Regions from separate parts of the Mus musculus genome. Here region 1 is linked to region 2. A link is a contact called in public ChIA-PET data. All regions are on one chromosome and are shown on one strand. Each heading gives the region's core, a stretch centred on a gene start, on an enhancer-like site or on the middle of the called end of the contact. The rest is flanking DNA. Distances are from core to core; before and after follow the strand shown.

Region 1 (3,603 bases), core at 68-2,567, 430 kb before region 2:
TCTTGCCCTGACTTCTGAGAAAGTTTTATGCTGAATACAGAGTTTCTTGATTGTCCCCAAGGCAAGGGGGCTGGGGGTGGGGAGCAAGTTTCAGAAAGTTAACGCTAAGTACAGAGAAAGACTTTTGTTGACTGCAGGCCAGAGGCTCTATCTAGTCAAGCTTCTAGAAAACGGTTAGTGCCTCTGCCTATTTGAGAGCTGGGACCCTTTGTTTGATCACCTCCTGGGATTGTGGCCAACATCCACCTTCATGGAGCTGCTTCACATCCTCATCCTCTTAAGAACTCTAGGTAAGCAATCATCAGAAGCAACCCTGGGCTCTCGATGCACTCCTGAAACCACTAAAGCCCTGGACGCACACCTGAAGTGTGGAGCTGGAAAGTGCGCTTATGCAACCTTCGCAGGACTTTCCCTCCACGGTGGGGTTTCCGCACTCTCCGTAAGGGCTTCCCACAAACTGCCCAGAACTTTCTGAACTTTTCTCCACTCCAAACTGCTCTTGGTGCAGAGTGCAGGGCAAACATCCCAAGAGAGGGGCGGGACGGCAAGAACAGTTCTTCCCACTTCCAAGTACCCTCCAGGCAGGCTGCAAGGAGCCAGCGGGGTGGAGGGAGGCGGGATTCTCGCACTCTGGCCCGGGGCCCACTCCCGCACTCACCTTGGCAGACGTCTCCCCGAACAGAGGTCTGTTATCCAGGCCGCTGGTCCCGTAGGTCCTGGTAGCAAAGTCCTCCATTTTAGGGCTGCTTCGCTCGTCCCCGGACGCTCAAAAGCGAGTCCGCATCAGCTCGCGAAGTCCGGACGCCCGCCCCTCACGGCGCACGCATGGCCCGGGCCCTGGGGGGGTGGGGAGGGCGGGAAATCCCGACGGGGCGACTGTCACTCCCGGGGGCCCCTGGCCGCTCCGCCCCAGCCCCGCCGTCCTCATCTCCAGCGGCCGCCGCGGGAAGTGAAAGGAAACAAACAGCGCTTGGCCGCCGCCCCGCCCGCGCCCGCCGCCCCCAATCTCGGCCGGGGCTCCACCGGGAGAAAGTTTGCCTGGCGCGAGTCCCCCGCGCGGCGGGGCGGCGGGAGTGAAGTTGCGGGCCGGGCGGCCCCGCACACCACCCTAGCTCGGCTGAGAGCTCCGCATCCGCCCGCTCGCGTCCCGTCCCCCGTGCTCCCCGCAGCCCCGGCTGCGCCCGCAAGCCAGACCTCGGCGTCCCGCGCCGCGCGCGCGGCGGATCCAGGCAGCGGCCGCGACCCCGAGCCGTGGCCCCCACACGCCGGCCGGACGCCGGCGCCGTGCGGCGAGTCCCCCCGGGCTCTCCGGTCCGGGACCTGCGGCCACTGTCGCAAACCGGTCGGGCCCGCCCAGATCGCGTCACGACTCAGGCAGCCAATCCCACGGGCAGAGGCGCCGCCTGGGCTGCAGAGCTTTATTTACAGAGGTGCGGGTCGTCCCACCGAGGCGCGGGTCCCCGCTGCCAAGCGTTTCTCCGCCTCTTGGCAATTGGCGGCTGCGCGGTGCACGTAGTGGCTAAAGCAGGGTTCTGAAGACCGACTCGAATTTGGCGTCTTAAAACCCGACAACCTGCTTCGACCACTCCAGGATTTGGATGTGGACACTTTACAGTATCGGAGGCAATCGTGTATGCGTGTTTTATTCTGTATTACACACAGAATAAGAGGTCCTAGTTTACATAAACAGTTAGGTATTTCGTTGCCTGGTCCAGTGGGGGTGCTGCCACAGGCCAGAGCTTCGCATCTTGGGCCTTTTTGGAGTCTTGGGGCTTAGAGAGCTGAATGGAATGGACAAGCTGCACAAGTACCGTCGCTCTACATTTGAAGTTCTTCCTAAAAGCTAAAAACCAAACAACTACACTAATAGGATTGGGCTGACACTAATACCTAGCTAGATTCAAGAAAGTTCGGAAAGTGTTAGTGTGCAGGAGACTCTAAGCTGAAGCGATACCTCCACGAACGCTTAGAATCTAGACATGGGTTCCAGTGCCACGCAACAGTTTAGAACAAGGGATGGAATAACAACCACAACGAACTTCCAGCCCTGAGTACACGTAAGTATTATACATATCCCCATTGCCCAATCATTACACGTGTTTTACAAATTAGCTGTTTACTCGCGACTTTACCTTAACAACAGCAATACTACATAATCCAGCACCCACTTCTATTAAAAGTTCTATTTAAAGATTCATATTAAAAGGTCCTACAAATTAATTCACTTACTTATATTCAGTTTCATTCAACAAAAAATATTTTTGAGGCTCTAGGCTGTAATCCTTTGAATATTAGGGACAGTCTAGACTAAGTAGCAAGACCCTGTCTCAAAATAATAAAATAAAAACTAACAATACTTTGAGAATCTGCTGTGTGCTAAGCAACTATCCACCAAAATAACACAGTAATTATGGGCCTTGGTCAACAACCCCAAAAGATGCCATAATACCAAATTTGATATACAGTCAAATCAAAATCCATAAAGTCTAAAATTCTGAAAGGTTAAAGTTCTGGAAATATTATTCTGGGAAAAAATAAAGACTTTAAATACAAGTATATTTTTTAAAGTATAGTTATTTGAGAAACAAGAGAACATATAGGCAACGTTTTATAGTAAAATAGGTAACATACATATTTGGAAATTATATTCACCTCTGTGCTCTGCTGCTGTGGTGACTGGGTGGGGAGGAAGCATTTAGAATATTCATATTTAGGTCACAGGCCGGGCAGAAATCGTTCTGTCGACTGAACAGAGTAACTCTCTCCTGGTTCTACTTGTACATAATTGTTTTCAAACCAGAAACCTCACTGGCTCCTCGGGAAAATATTACTTTGGTTCACCAAAAACTACTAAAACTTTCAGGGACTGCTCATCAGCTAAGCATGCTTATTGCTTTTGCTGAGGGCCTAGGTTTGTTTCCTAGCATCTGCATGTGGTTCACAAACATCTCTAATGCCAGTTAGAGTTAGATGACATATTTCAAAAGATTTTATTAACTGTGTGTGTGCATGTGCATGCATGTGCTTCCACATATGTGCTTCCAGCCAAGGAGGCCAGAAGGGTGTGAATTTCCTTCAATATGGAGTTACAAGCAGCTGAAAGCCACCCAACCATCGGTGCTGGGATCCAAAATTAGGTCCGCTACAAGAGTAGTGAGCGCTCTTAAATGCTGAGTCATCTTTCCAGGCTCCCAAACAACGTATTTTTAAACTAAAATTTTTGTTTTTACTAAAGTCTGTCAGCCTTCTTCCCGGAATTAAAATTTCTCTCCCTGATACGGGAGCCTCTTTCCTTGGGAACTGCAGTTTTCAAATTTTGACCTTTGTGGTAGTTTATATGAAAATGGCCCCATGGCCTCACAGGGAGTGTTACTATTAGAAGTTACTGTAGCCTTGTCGGAGGAAGTGTGTCACTGGGGGTGGCTTTGAGGTTGCAGATGCTTAAGCCAGGCCCAGTGTCACTCTCTCTTCCTGCTGCCTTGCCAATCTAGATGTAGAACTCTCAGCCACCTCTCCAATACCATATCTGCTGGCATACCACCATGCTTCACAACATGACAATAATTTAATAAACTCCTGAACTGTAAGACAGCCCCAATTAAA
Region 2 (3,141 bases), core at 250-2,749:
GAAGTCAGCCCTTCTATCTTCAAGAAGTTATGTGATAGTCTCTTCCCAAACTGGGTCAAATTTCAACACTTGAATAATTTTTTTTATTGACAGCTGAGTTCAACCACTGTCCCTCCATACTAGGTACACAGCAGAGTTAATACCTGTCACAGTGTTAGAGTATTGATTGTATCCAGGCTTCACGAAACACTGGGTGAGGTTAGAATGACAAAAATGCATGTATTGTGTTTGCCAAGATACCAGAGACCAATGAACGATGAACCTCTTCGACTAGAAGTCAATGAGATAGCCAACTCCATAATTTGCTGCAAATTATAGAGTGTACAGGAACTAAGGAATTCAGAAGGCATTGAGGGCTTTTTATCAGTGAATGTTACAAAGGAGATATGACAGGTCAATGTTGGCACAGGATATTCTTATAAGCTGTTTGAATATTATGAAGGTGGGGGAAGCATATAAATTTTATATTACTTAAAAAAAATAAAAAACTTCCAGCTCAAACCATTATTTGTATTAACAGGATTCAAGTAGCCCTACCTCGGGTAGGTTATGGGTTCTTTGGAACTAAAAAGAAATAGTTTCCATGGCCAATGTCAAATACCAACGATTCCATAAATGTTTGTATCATTGTTTGTATGACTATTTCTAGGGAAATGAATCATTGCATGCACAAGAGACCTAAAATTTAGATGTTGACATGCAAGGCCTTGGGTTTAATCTCTGGCATCAAATAAAAACAAAATTCCAAATGTTAAAGGGTCTTATAATCCAAGAAGTATCTGAATAGTTCTGAGGTGTTTGTTTAGGGGTAGTACTAGGAACTGAACCTAGGGCTTCTTGCTTGGTAGGTGAATACTCTACCACTGAGCCACAGCCTCATGCCTTCTTAAGTGTAGAAACTGAGCTATAAGTCTTTGGGAAGTTTCATTTAGTTTAATTCAATCTCTGCTTGACTCAGGTATCCTTCAGATCGAAGCATAGAGCTATTAACCTGTCTTTCTCCGGTTCAAGTGTGTAGCATACAAATTCTTTCAATAGTCTGTTCACTTTCTGCTCTCATTTCTTATGAAGCAAGTTTCTTACTTTCAAAATCATGAGAAAATTGAAGTGCAAGAACTTCTTCACCACACTTAGGCTTTTTGTGGTTTCAGTTTCCTGCAGTAAATCATGAGACTGTAATATCTCACGTCATCACAAGAGGAAGAGGGCAGAGAGCAGCATAGTTAGGCGTTTTAAGAAAAACAGAGAGACCACATTCACATAGTGTTGAAAGTAACATATTGTTATATTTATTCTATTATTGCTGTCATTAATCTCTTACTGTGATTAATTTATAAATTATTTATCATGGATATTTATGCATATGAAAATATAATATATGCAGGTTTCTGTGCTATCCATGGTTCTGTATCCATTGGAACAAATCATTGACAAATGAAAGGCTCTGCTGTCATGAGAACTTTCTCACAGGCTGCCTCCTCATGTGTCTACCTTTGGACACTTGCTCGATATTCTCTACGGCTTCCTGTTTTTTGAGGATAAACTCTTGCACCTAGCTTATGCACACATCAGTACCTGCATGCTGGACCTTATCCTTTGTCACAAATCCTAACAAATCTCTTTACACTTCTCTTGGCCAACAACTATAACAATATACAAAACACAACTGCCGATACTTACGGCTGCTAAAATCTTTGCTGCTTTCATCTTTCTCATCTTGAGAACAATTATGTTCTTCTAGTTTCTCATATTAAATACCCTAGAATCATCCTAGACACTTCTCTTACAGCCAGCATCAAAGCTACCACAGCCTCTCTTAACTACCCCAGCTTATCATTCAAGGACCTGAGGAGATTCCTGTACTTTTTCCTCAAGCTCTCTGGGACATTTCTGACTTCAGAGATCCCCTCTCTATTTTTACATACCTCTGTTGGGCTAATGCTTGTATCAGCTTCTCAAGTTCACTACAAGGGTGAACTAGAATGTACAGCACCCACCACATAGACCACTAAACACTGAAGTGTATCCTTTTAAGGCCCCACAAATAATTACTCTAGATGAGTGATTTTTTTGCACATTTCCAGTACAATTTGTACCACAAACAATACTTACTCATATTAGTACTGTTTTTAGAGACGTTTCCTACACTTGCAAAGCTATCTGTCATGTCACCAAAGATCAGCATCATAAGTGGGAGCGCCACTCCATGGATAATAGCAGCCAGAGTTCCCACCAGCATGTACAACCTGTCCAGCCAACCTGCATAACGAAACTGCAAAGAGAAGAAAATAAACCATGGACATCAGATAGTTTCATGGATGTTTTCCTCTACACCCAAAACACAAATATTTTTGCCAGACTGCTAGCTACTAGTCTAAGCTGCCCTCTTGTCTTTGCCTCTTTGCCCTCCACCCTATTACTACAATAGCTTAATAAAAAGAAAAAAGAAAAAGAATGGGCGTTTGACTCATTTATTGAATTCTGTATTAATTCTTCATATTGGAGTAACCTGTCTTCTCTTTTTAGATGAGAGAAATATAAAAGTTATTAATGAGATGGTAGCAGAGATAGAGATAGTTTAGAAACTGCTCTAGTTTCTAAGCCTAGACATCACTTTTTACTTCATAGAAAAACCCTGAATTCCCAAGGCTCCCTTTAAGACACCATGGAAGAAACATTTTGCTAAGTTATCTTTGATTAAAGATCTATTGTACAATGATATTATTTTAGCTGCAAAATAATTTCAACATATTTGGAAAGGAAAAAATAATTACTTAGATGAATATTTCCCCAGAGCCTCTTCCTTAAGATGTAGAATATGGTCATAATGAAAGACTAATACAGATGGACATGTCTCTAACCATAGGCAAAGAATAGGAAGGAAAAGAAGGCTTCTCAGAATCCAAAAAGTGATGTGAGGAGGAAGCATAATAAACAATAATTAAGCCCAGGGTCCATCTAGGGGACAATTCATACTTTTAAATGATTTGAGAAAAGGAAAAGAATATGAGAAAATGAAAATAGAAAGTACCAAGCCAACTACGAGAGTCTACAAACAGTTCCTGTGAAAAACGGTTGTCATGGGATGTACCATTTAGCTACAGAGAACATGTTTATCATCATGTGAGAAAAACTAGGTAG

What was found. ChIA-PET counts read pairs in DNA pulled down with a chosen protein or histone mark.
Region 1: a contact with region 2 is called in an RNA polymerase II ChIA-PET map of memory CD8 T cells, with 78 read pairs. The contact joins the promoter of Tmem243 here to the enhancer-like site in region 2. A contact is called at or near these places in 2 of 39 promoter capture datasets (the C10 cell line and stem cell-derived epiblast-like cells) and 5 of 115 datasets of contacts at active chromatin or transcription factors (bone marrow-derived macrophages, effector CD8 T cells, memory CD8 T cells and 2 more).

Annotation. Positions count from the first base shown.
Region 1 is chr5:9,098,451-9,102,053 of GRCm38.p6, reverse strand. It overlaps Tmem243 (transmembrane protein 243, mitochondrial), which reads right to left and starts at 1,317. Exons shown (of 5, transcript NM_001081029.1): 1 at 1,195-1,317; 2 at 659-837. The coding sequence starts at 736.
Region 2 is chr5:8,673,814-8,676,954 of GRCm38.p6, reverse strand. It overlaps Abcb1a (ATP-binding cassette, sub-family B (MDR/TAP), member 1A), which reads right to left. Exons shown (of 30, transcript NM_011076.3): 6 at 2,113-2,272. Among named protein-coding and RNA genes, the nearest start is that of Gm31157, 20 kb to the left of the region's middle. Within about 2 kb of position 1,499, at least 93 of the 459 cell types and tissues checked have an H3K27ac peak or open chromatin away from gene starts, as enhancers often do. A contact at or near this core is called in bone marrow-derived macrophages, effector CD8 T cells, memory CD8 T cells and 1 more, where this site is marked.